Linked DNA regions of Mus musculus: region 2 is linked to region 1. A link is a contact called in public promoter capture Hi-C data. All regions are on one chromosome and are shown on one strand. The core of a region is the stretch at or near the end of the contact, and the rest is flanking DNA. Distances in the headings are between cores, read along the strand shown. Region 1 holds the start of Ahr (aryl-hydrocarbon receptor). Region 2 holds the start of Agmo (alkylglycerol monooxygenase).

Region 1 (5,044 bases), core at 1,172-3,671:
TCCTGAAATTGAGGTATTTGGGGCCTCATTGCACACAGGCTAAGTAGTTTAACTTAAAGACTCATACTAAAGCTTGGTGACCTGGTTGTTAAGGGTGAACTTTGATTATGTGATTATACAGCTCACTATTTTCTGTTCAGGGGGGACAACGTAAGTACTTTCACTAAAGGACCTAAGTGCCAGCACTAAAGTCTTCGACAAAGCAAGCTGGTGACCTTTAAGGCATTTGAAGGCTCAGAGTTGATTAAAGGTGTTCAGTACAGATCTGATAAACAGAAGTCAAGGACCAAATAAAATAAAATATAAGTTCGTGGGGACAACAGTTTAGTTGTCCGAAATTATCAAATGCAAATAGTGAGACAATATAATAAAAGGTGTAACTTAATCTAAAAGGAAGTGTTGTCGTGTTAAAAAGGAAGCTCTCTATATTAACTAGAAACTAAGAGCACTCGCCGTTATAATGAATAACATTTAAGATGGTGACCTTTGTATAGAAAGCAGTTTATGTCCTTAAATAACATAAGGAAAATCAGTTACTTAGACTTAGACACTCAAGCGGAGCTCCAAGTTTTATGCCCATGTACATAATACCTGAGATTTTTCATCTCATACTGAGTTAGTATTACTATTAATGAAAACAGGGAACAAGCACTTGAAAGCCTCGGAAACTGTAACTGCCAGGAACAAAGTCAAATTGAGCAAACATGTTTTAACAAAAAGAAACCGTCCTACAAAATACTAAAGCACTGAAAGCCAGGGTCCAAAGAACTGCCGGGGTAGAAAACTGCTGAGTCAACGACATTTGCGTCCTTTAAAGTGTACCAACCATAAAACTTCCAAATTCTGATCAAACTATTTACACATGGACATCTCCTCTCAATATTAATTTGTAAGTCAAGATTTGAGGAACTAGGACAGTTGAAATTCTTAAGGGGAATTAAAATCCACAAATAACCCAACTTCTAAGCTAGTAACTATTTGTAAACAGTGTATAAATCTTAAGTTGGTTTTTTTGTTGTTTTTGTTTTCTTTTTTTGGTTCACTTGGTGATAGCTGTCATGTTTCAAGCAAAACACACACTACTGATTGCCTGAAAGTGTTCCTAAAATAATTTATTTTTTTAAAAAAATAACAAATGGTGAGATGTGGAAACTCCAAGGTAATTATGAATGAATGCATCAATACAGACAACTCCTAAATGGAACCCTGTCTCAATCATGAATCTCTTTTCTGAGGGGGGAAAAAAAATCTCCCATCTCATACAAATAGCCCATGGAAATAAAGACCAAAGCCTGTAATCTCTGTCAGAATTGGCAAAAAAAAAAAAAAAAAAAAAAAAAAAAAAAAAAAAAAAGCAAGGGGAAATGAACTACAGGTAGAGAGTAGAAATAACTTAGAAGTCAGTCTAGTTCTTTTTCCTCTTCTTAATGATTTAAAATTTTACAGACCCAAAAGCACTCCAAAAGGAGGAAGAAAACTGCACCAAAGAGTGGCTAAGAATGCCACCAAGCTGCCAGGGCACCTGTCCACTGCACACTCCAACCTGCTATCAATTCTGCGCCTACACCGAGCCCTGCAGAACTGCTGCCTAGGAAGTAAATGAGAGAGCAAAACAGAAAGCTAGGCGCTAAGAACAGAAAGACATTCCTTCAAAGGCACAGGTCCCCTCCTTCAAGACAACACGTGTTTAGCTCTGCCCAACATCTCACCTCAGTGAGCTGTCTACTTATCCTCCGTGTCCCCTAAAGCTCACGGCAGCGGAGATCTAGAGTGGAGGATTTCCAGGCAAGCTTAACTAACTAAGCTAGAGCGGCACTAGGTAGGTCAGAGCTGTCAACGAACCAGCCAGGGAAGGTCGCTGAGCAGTAAAGGTGCAGGTGCCTGAAAGCAGGATTTTTTTTTTTTTAACGCATTGGTTGAGACTCAGCTCCTGGATGGCGGCACGCGTGGGGACCTCCCGCACCCTCGGAGCGCGCCTGCCCGCCGTCACTCACGTTTTCTGCACCGGCTTGCGCCGCTTGCGGCTGGCATAGGTGATGTTGGCGCCGCTGCTCATGGTGCCCGCGCCCTGCCCGCTCCACCTGCGTCCCGGAGGCGGCGCCCTGCCCGCGCTGCGCCCAGGTGAGCCGCCGCCGAGGGCGGGACGACCGCGACGCGCAGGTGCGGGCGACAGAGGAGACTCGGGCTGCCCGAGCTGGCCGCGGAGGAGAAACCCGCACGCTAGCCGCGCCCGGTCCCGAGGGTCAGGAGGGGCCGCAGTGCTCTAGGGCTTCCCGGCTCCCGCGCTGTGCCGCGGCGTCGCTCACAACCCTGCCTGGCAGCCACCCCCGAGTCCGTCCACCAGTTCGTCCTCCGGGTCGCTCCGGGCTGAGCCTCTCCGGGACACGCGTGGGGCACCGAGCGTCAAAGGGAGCGCACACACACGCTGCCGCCCGCCGCGAGCCCGCTCCTCCGCAGCCGCGACCCCGCGCAGCTCCGCCCCGGGCTCCAGCCCCGCCCCACCTGCTCGGCCCCGCCCCTCACGGTTCCCAGGAGGGCCCCACCCTCTTCGCAGCACGTGATGACGCAGGACGTAGTGACTCCCAACACTTCTTGCAGTCCGAGGTTCTGGGGGTGGGGTGGTGTTCGCCCAGTACCTGTTTTCCAGCCTCAAAAGGGGTGTGAGGCCACATTATGCCTAGGCAAATTCCTTGTAACCCAGACATCAAGATTTACCAGGCAAAGAGCTTAGCTCATCCTAGAGTTGAGTCATCTAATTTTTGACAAAGATTTTACATTGAGCTGGTAGATAAATAACTGCGACTGGAGAGCATTCTAAGGGGAAAACTTCAAAAATGCCCTGCAAAGTTAGTTGTCTTGAAGGCTACGAGTTTTATAATCCTTTTCCCTCCCACATTTATTTTATGTCTACAGAAGACAATAAAACATCGTTTCCTCCATCAGACTTCAGGAAGATGAGAAGGAAAGAAGCACAGGAGTGCTGAGAGCATGAGAAATTGGAGGGTAGGTACTGAGACTATGACCAGAGACCTGAGTTTCTGTTAGTAGTACGGTAGAGCTGATGGGAGGAAAAAGAAAAAAAAAAAAAAAGATAATCTAGGAACAAATCATAAAGATTTAATGAAGAAATTGGGTCTCATTCTGCAGACAACAGAGAGCTTTTAAAGGCGTAATTTGGAAGATGATGTTCCATCTTTCTTGGGAAAGTCACTGTGGGAAAAGGTGGAAATTCTGTTACTCAGGAACAAAACAGATGGAAGAGAGAATCGCTGGGAAATTGATGAAATCGACCAGCTGCAAGACCAATGGCACAGCCATGGGGATGAGAGAAAAGAGACAGCAGAGATGATAAAGGAAGAGGGAAGGTCGCTGTTAACCACCAAAGAATAGAGGCAGAGAAGTGAATTTTGGGAGTCAGGTAGGTGATGCTGGACATGAAGAGATAGAGATGAAGTCTGATGTGTTTTATAGATTTGAGAAAGAGATCAGAAGAGAGGATACACAACAGCAAGGAAAAGGATAGCGAGAAAACTAAGAACAACAAATGGTGCCCAGGCTGTGGAGGAAGAAGAACCCGCATCACTGTGGGTGGTTGTAAACTGGTCCAGCCACTGTGGAACTCTGTATAGAGTTTCTCAACAAATTAAAAACAGATCCACAAGATGACCTGCTATTCTCCTGCGCACATACCTGATAGCCCTTCATTCAAAACAAGTGAGAAGTGGACCCAGACTAGATTCACATCAACCTATGGATGGATAAATAAAATGTAGTGCGTCTACACAATGGCATTTTATGGGACTCTGAATAAAACTGAAATCATGGCATTTGCAGGTAAACAAGTGGAACTGGAGGCTGCCGTGTTAAGCATGGCAGACACAGAAGGCAAATACCATGTTTTCTCTAGATGTATGCTCTAGATTTTGATTTTTACACATGTTGAAACTAGGAAAGCGATCATGAGAGTGGAAAAAGGAGCTCTTGGGTTGGAGGTGAGAAGAGAAAGGGCAGGAGAATACACATGACACAGAAGGAGAAGAGGGGATCCTGTGGGAGCAAGCAGAGCAGCAGGAGTGGGGGAAGGAATGGGGGGGGGGCGTCCAGCAGAATGGGAGCATGGTAATTCATACATTTCATTAAGCCCATCGCTTTGTGTGCTAATATTAGAAACAAATTTAAGAGTTAAAATTGATAGTTTTCTCAACTATGTTTCCAGCTGGGTAACAATGGCATGAATCACCAGAAAGAAATTATAAAGCTGGCCTCATGCTTCTTAGGTTTGAAATAGATTTAGGACATCTAAGGAAAGATGGTAAATGGGGCAACCTGTGAGGTAGAAACTGGAACTGTGATCGAGAAGCTGTTTGCTATTGGACAAAAAAGAGAGTGTGGTGATGCCCTGTGGGTACTGCAAAAGAACTGCCAGGACTAAAACCTGGAAAGCTCAAGAGCCCCACCCCCACTCCCCACCCCCCACCCCCCACCCCGAGAGCTGGGTCCACCGGTGGAGTGGAAGGTGAAAAATGGCCCCGTTATTTCAACAAGGAAGGCCGAGAAAAGAGAACAAAGATTCACTGACTAGTGTGAACTATTTTGCGAGGCCCCATTGTTAATTACTAATTAATAATAATGTAGTGTTGATTTAATGGGAGTGATGAGTGGGGTTGTTCTACTTCTTTACAAAAGATGAAGAGGTCATTGACTTTGTGAGGAAAAAAAAAGACAAAGGTGATAAGTAACAATAGATACTTATAGAAAAGCAGAGAAAGTGCCCAAGCAGAAATGAGATCAGGGCTGTGGTGGACTTGCTAACAACGAGAGCAGTTCTTGAGGGGCTTTGCTTTGTAAAGTCCCCCATAGCTTCTATAGGGCTTCATGGTTCCCACCTGCAATCCCGGCACATAGTGTGCTGAGTCAGGAAGGAGTCTACAAGTTCAAAGCCAGTCTAAGCACCAATATTATTAGCCTAAGTATGATTTTTTTTTTTTCTGAAATGGGGGGACTTGCACAGAATGTCTTTACTGAGTCCTTTAATAAGGTCTTC
Region 2 (5,044 bases), core at 662-3,161, 1.7 Mb after region 1:
TGGAATCCCAGACACTGAAACAAGAAGCTGAAACAATGAAATTGCCTTGGAGACTCAAAGATGTTAAAGATGCCAGAGCCATGGGATACATGCTGAGAAAAGCTGCTAACAGGGAGTGGAACCAGCCCCAGGAGAAAGCAGTTTGTTGCAGTCAACAAAGATGAAAAAGGAGTGGAGATCTGAAGACCACTTTGACATCAGTCTTGGAGATGCAGAGTTTGCACACATTTTATAGAAATACTTTATACATGCACACATACCTTATATCTCCTCAGTTTTCTGTGTTAAATGCTGTTATCTCTAGTATCCATGCCTGATGCTATACCTTCTCGAGGTTCTGGTGGTTAATCTACTGTCAACCTGACTGAATTTGGAGTCACCTTACAGACACACCCCTGGGTATTTCTAGGAAGGTATCCCAGGGAGCACAAAGGTCCATTTATCCACAGATCTCCAACGAAACCAGGAATGTTAAGTTTCTAGGATTGTCCTTTCTGTTTTTCCAAAAGATGAGAATTGGAGATAATTAATTGTCCGGTGGTCTGCAATATGTTGGACCAGCCATATCAAGCTCTCACAATCAAGAATGAAGCCGGCTAGTAATTCAAATGTTCCTTACGTTACACATAAAGCCATTGGCTTCCTCAAGCTCCCACAACCCAGGAACAGAGAGAGCTAATAGTATAAATGACACTCACATTATCTATATAGCCAGACACTCCCTGAAACTCCCACAATTGAGAACAGAGATGACAACTACCCAAATGATCTCTATGTTATTTGTATCTACGGGAGATCCTTCCTTAGGCACTTAAACTAGTATAGGTAGCCTATCTCTACGTCCTACCTTCTTGGAATAAATGATATGTAGCTTGAGTTAAGTTTTGATGTAATTGTTACCTCCTTGTGCACAGAGGATTATATTTCATTTAAATATATTGAAGCTAAGTTGCCTGGCATCAGGCTTCTCTGACAAAGAGAAGTCTGACGAAGCTAACCTGAACCCAGTTCCTATTCTCATCACTTCATAGTTCATCTCCTTGCCTAACACCTGCAGAAGCACCCTCAGATTTTGCTAATAAAGACTCACAATGAGTCTGGATGGTACTATCTCATGATATGGGTCTCTGATTTAGTTAAGAAGCAATACAAGAGGAAGCCAGCTTAATGTCAGGATTCTTGATTTTCTCTGTATCCTGACTGCAAACAAAATATTACCATCCATTTTATATTTTCCCTACCATGGCTGTCCCTCCAGGATGGGCTGTATTTTATTTATTTATTAAACTGTGATCCAAAGTCAACCCATATTTTTTCCTTACGTTGCTGTGTCAGACGTTTTGTTACAGCAACATGAAAAGTGATATCAGGTTTCACACAACACTCCTTTCAATATAACCATAATATTCCATAGTAATCATATTGACTAAAGTTCACTCTGACTAATGTCAGAGTATTCACGAAAGGACCACACATTCCCTGACATTGCAATCAAGTGCCTTCTAGTCCTCCAAAAGAGTTCAGTGACTTTAACTCATTTTGTAAGGCACAGGGGAGGTCTCATGACAATCCCTGAACAGTTTCTTAGGGAGTCCCAATAAGGACAAAAAGGATAGAGACATGTAAGTTTCCACTGAACAGCTAGATTATGCAATAAACCGAGTGACTCTGAACTGGTTTGCAGAATGTCCAGAAGTTCAGTTGCTGAGTAGAAAGAAATGCATAGAGGGAAAGAAACCAGGCTCGACTGCAGAGAGGCAACTAATTATTACACAGACTGCCCATTGCTTCTCAGATAGGATTCTGTGAAGAAACAACAAATTCAAAGGCATTGTGCCTTTTAGAGAAAATGTCATTTTGCTCATGTGATCTGAGTTTTGGACTTCCACCACTTTATCAGAGTGAACTTTCACTTGTTCAAAAACTGGTTTGTTTGCTGGGTTACCTCTTTCATTTTCAAAGGCACAGTTACGTAAGCTTTATTTGTTTTTCTTTACTTCTCGTTTCAGTTGTTGATTAGTTACTTAAGCAACAGGCAAACTGCATTGTTTGCTTGTTTCTGTACGTCTTCCTTGTTCCCCCACTTCCTCTTCCTGGGGAATCTTCCACTGAACTGTGAACCTACTCTTGCTGCTAGTGTTCTGTGCCTTTGCACACAAACTCTGCTGTTGGCTGAGGTCTCTGTGGATCTTTGTTCTCAGCTCTTCTCTGACAAGGCTCGCTCTGTGCTACACTGTTCCTTTTCTTTGTTCAGTCTTGCACTTCTGCCACAGAACCACAAATATCTCCAGCTGGAAATCAGACAGGAACAGAAATGAGGAGCCCAGGAGCCCAAGACAATGTTTCAGTTTCTCAGGGTATGCGAGCGATGTTTTACATGATGGAGCCCAGTGAAACTGCCTTCCAAACTGTTGAAGAGGTGCCTGATTACGTAAAAAAGGTGAGCCTGTCTTGGAAGAGGCTTTTTTGCTTTTTTATTACTATATAAACTCAACATATCCCTAAGATTTGTTCAATTTTCTACTTCAAATTATTACAGCCTCATAAAAATCCAATTTCTTACAGTCATAAAGCAAAAGTACAAATTATTCAAGTGAATCAAACTTCGGTACAATATCTACATCTTTGCTTGCAAATTCCCTATTCTTCGCCCTAGAATATAAGAAGAAATTCAAAGTTTTTTAACATGGTGGCATTGCAAATTTGGCTATTAGAAAGAAATGTTAAATAGTTATACTACATCAGTAAACATTGTAACAAATTTATTTGAAAATGTTTAGCTTTTCTACTACCTCCAGGACGGCATTTCCTCTTTGATTTGGAAGAGTAGTTCTGCAGAATAAAGGGTATGCAGGCTGGCTCAGTAAAACTCCAACTTCCGAAGTTTGAACTTGAACCATTTTTTTCCCCTATCGTTTTACTTCTGTTGCTTGGCCATGATTGGAAGTGGAAATATCCAGAATTAGAGCCTGAGCAATAATGTTCCCCACCCTGTCAAAGTTGTTCCTACAACACTTACTAGTTCAGACCAGAAATAGGGAAACTATGACATCATGGAGCAAGTTCTTGAAAGCTCAGTTAGAAAACTTCCACCTCATTATTAGGGTTCACAAAATTGAAGCTCATAATGATTTTGAGATTTGATATTGCCATTTTGTTTATTGAAGAAAGATGCACCAATCCTGTCTTCAAAAATTATTCTTGTTTAGAATTATATTATTTAAAAATATATAATATATTATATATCATATATGATATAAGATATATTATATACGATATATGGTATATAATATTATATATAAGATGATATAAGGCATAAGATATAAGATAAGATAATGTATAAGGTATGACATATAACACATAATATTAATGTTAAATTATTATTTAGATTTTAGGCTTAAACCTAATCAGTGATTGATAGTTGCATACTCATTATTATAAAACCACAAGAATCAAAGCTGAAAGAATGAAAATTTGGTGCTGATACAATTTTAGGAAATTACATTTGCTAAGAGTCTCAGATGTTGTTTCTACCGCTTTCATGTCATATTCAGAAGTAGTTCTAGACTGCCTCATTTGTAAAAAGTCTAATTGAAGGTATTTTGAAGGGATTCTCCTAGAGTGACTCAAACTTGTTCAGGGTCAAAAGATAGGTTTTTATGTGATTAAATAATTTTAAATATATTTTCTTGAACTTGGAGCATTTCTGTCCTAATTTTACTTATTTTCTTGACATAATAGTGAAATTTGTACTTATGCTTTTATTTCATTTTACAAATTACATGGTATGGACAAATCTTTAGAGTATGTCTAAAATGCGTAAATTTTCTTGCTCATTGGCGTGGAAATAAGCCAGTAGTGTAAATGTTGTTACTCTGGAAAGGTGTAGCCTTCCCAGATATCAGAGAACTGATCAGAAAATTTAGAGGACTTGATATGGATCAGAATAGCATCTCTTCTATGTAATCTCCTTTCTAGGCGACTCCATTTTTTATCTTCTTGATTCTGCTTGAACTAGTCATCAGCTGGATTCTCAAAGGGAAACCATCAGGTCGTTTGGATGATGCTCTCACATCTATATCAGCTGGTGTTGTGTCTCGGCTTCCAAGGTGAGTCGCATAGTATAGAATAGAAGGTAAAAAAATCCAAGTCTTTCCCAGTGTAAAGCAGAGGGAATATCAAATGAATATTTTACATATCTCCCTATAAATTTCTAAAAGTTCAGGACCTATTATTATTCAAAATTATCTTGCTTTTTTCAGCATTTAATTTTCACTTTTAATTTTTAATAGAGAATGCTCAATATCCCTAGTGTTAATTTCTGAGTTTCCTTTGTATCGTTATATATACATACATATATATATATATATGTGTGTGTGTGTGTGTGTATGTATATGTGTATGTATATATGTATATATATGTGCATATATATGTATATGCATATATGTGTGCATATATATATGATGTATATGTACATGTATATGTACATGTATATGTATATGTATATGTATATGTATATGTATATGAGCCAAAGTGACTATTTCACCTGCCTTACAGGAGACCTTGCTCTGAGTTTTTTTACAGGTTCCTACTTGAAATTAAGCTTTGTTCCAGACAAATTTCCACAAATATTTCTCTAGGAATCAGATATTTCTCAATGTATAATATATGATCAATTACCATTAGTACCCAAATGTTTGTATTAGAGGAAGCAGGCAGAAGTTATACCCTACTGCTGTATTTTCCTGGCCTTGAAGTAAAATTCTGTGCACATGAGGTTGAGCTTCTTTTTTGTTGTGTATCCTTTTGTCATCATTATCCTGTCATGACACATCTCTGAGGCACATTCTGTTGGATTTGGAAAGCTATCAATGTTGCTGCCTCCAGTCCCTTTGTAGTTCTACGAATAGGCATAACTTCAGGAAAGCTCATCTGTTTCCTAAGCCTGAGTTGGGCACCTGTGGTCGGTGCCTTGACTCCTGTACTCATTCCAGACACATAACAATCTTAGGTAGGGTTGAAGGTTCTTCTCTTTGTGTCAGCA

Evidence for each region. Promoter capture Hi-C pulls out the DNA fragments that hold promoters and counts their contacts.
Region 2: a promoter capture Hi-C map of liver shows a contact between it and region 1, with 3 times the contacts expected there. The contact joins the promoter of Agmo here to the promoter of Ahr in region 1. A contact is called at or near these places in 3 of 39 promoter capture datasets (embryonic stem cells, hippocampal neurons and liver).

Annotation. Positions count from the first base shown.
Region 1 is chr12:35,532,568-35,537,611 of GRCm38.p6, forward strand. It overlaps Ahr (aryl-hydrocarbon receptor), which reads right to left and starts at 2,422. Exons shown (of 11, transcript NM_013464.4): 1 at 1,995-2,422. The coding sequence starts at 2,056.
Region 2 is chr12:37,239,728-37,244,771 of GRCm38.p6, forward strand. Agmo (alkylglycerol monooxygenase) reads left to right here and starts at 1,912. Exons shown (of 13, transcript NM_178767.5): 1 at 1,912-2,440; 2 at 3,979-4,109. The coding sequence starts at 2,315.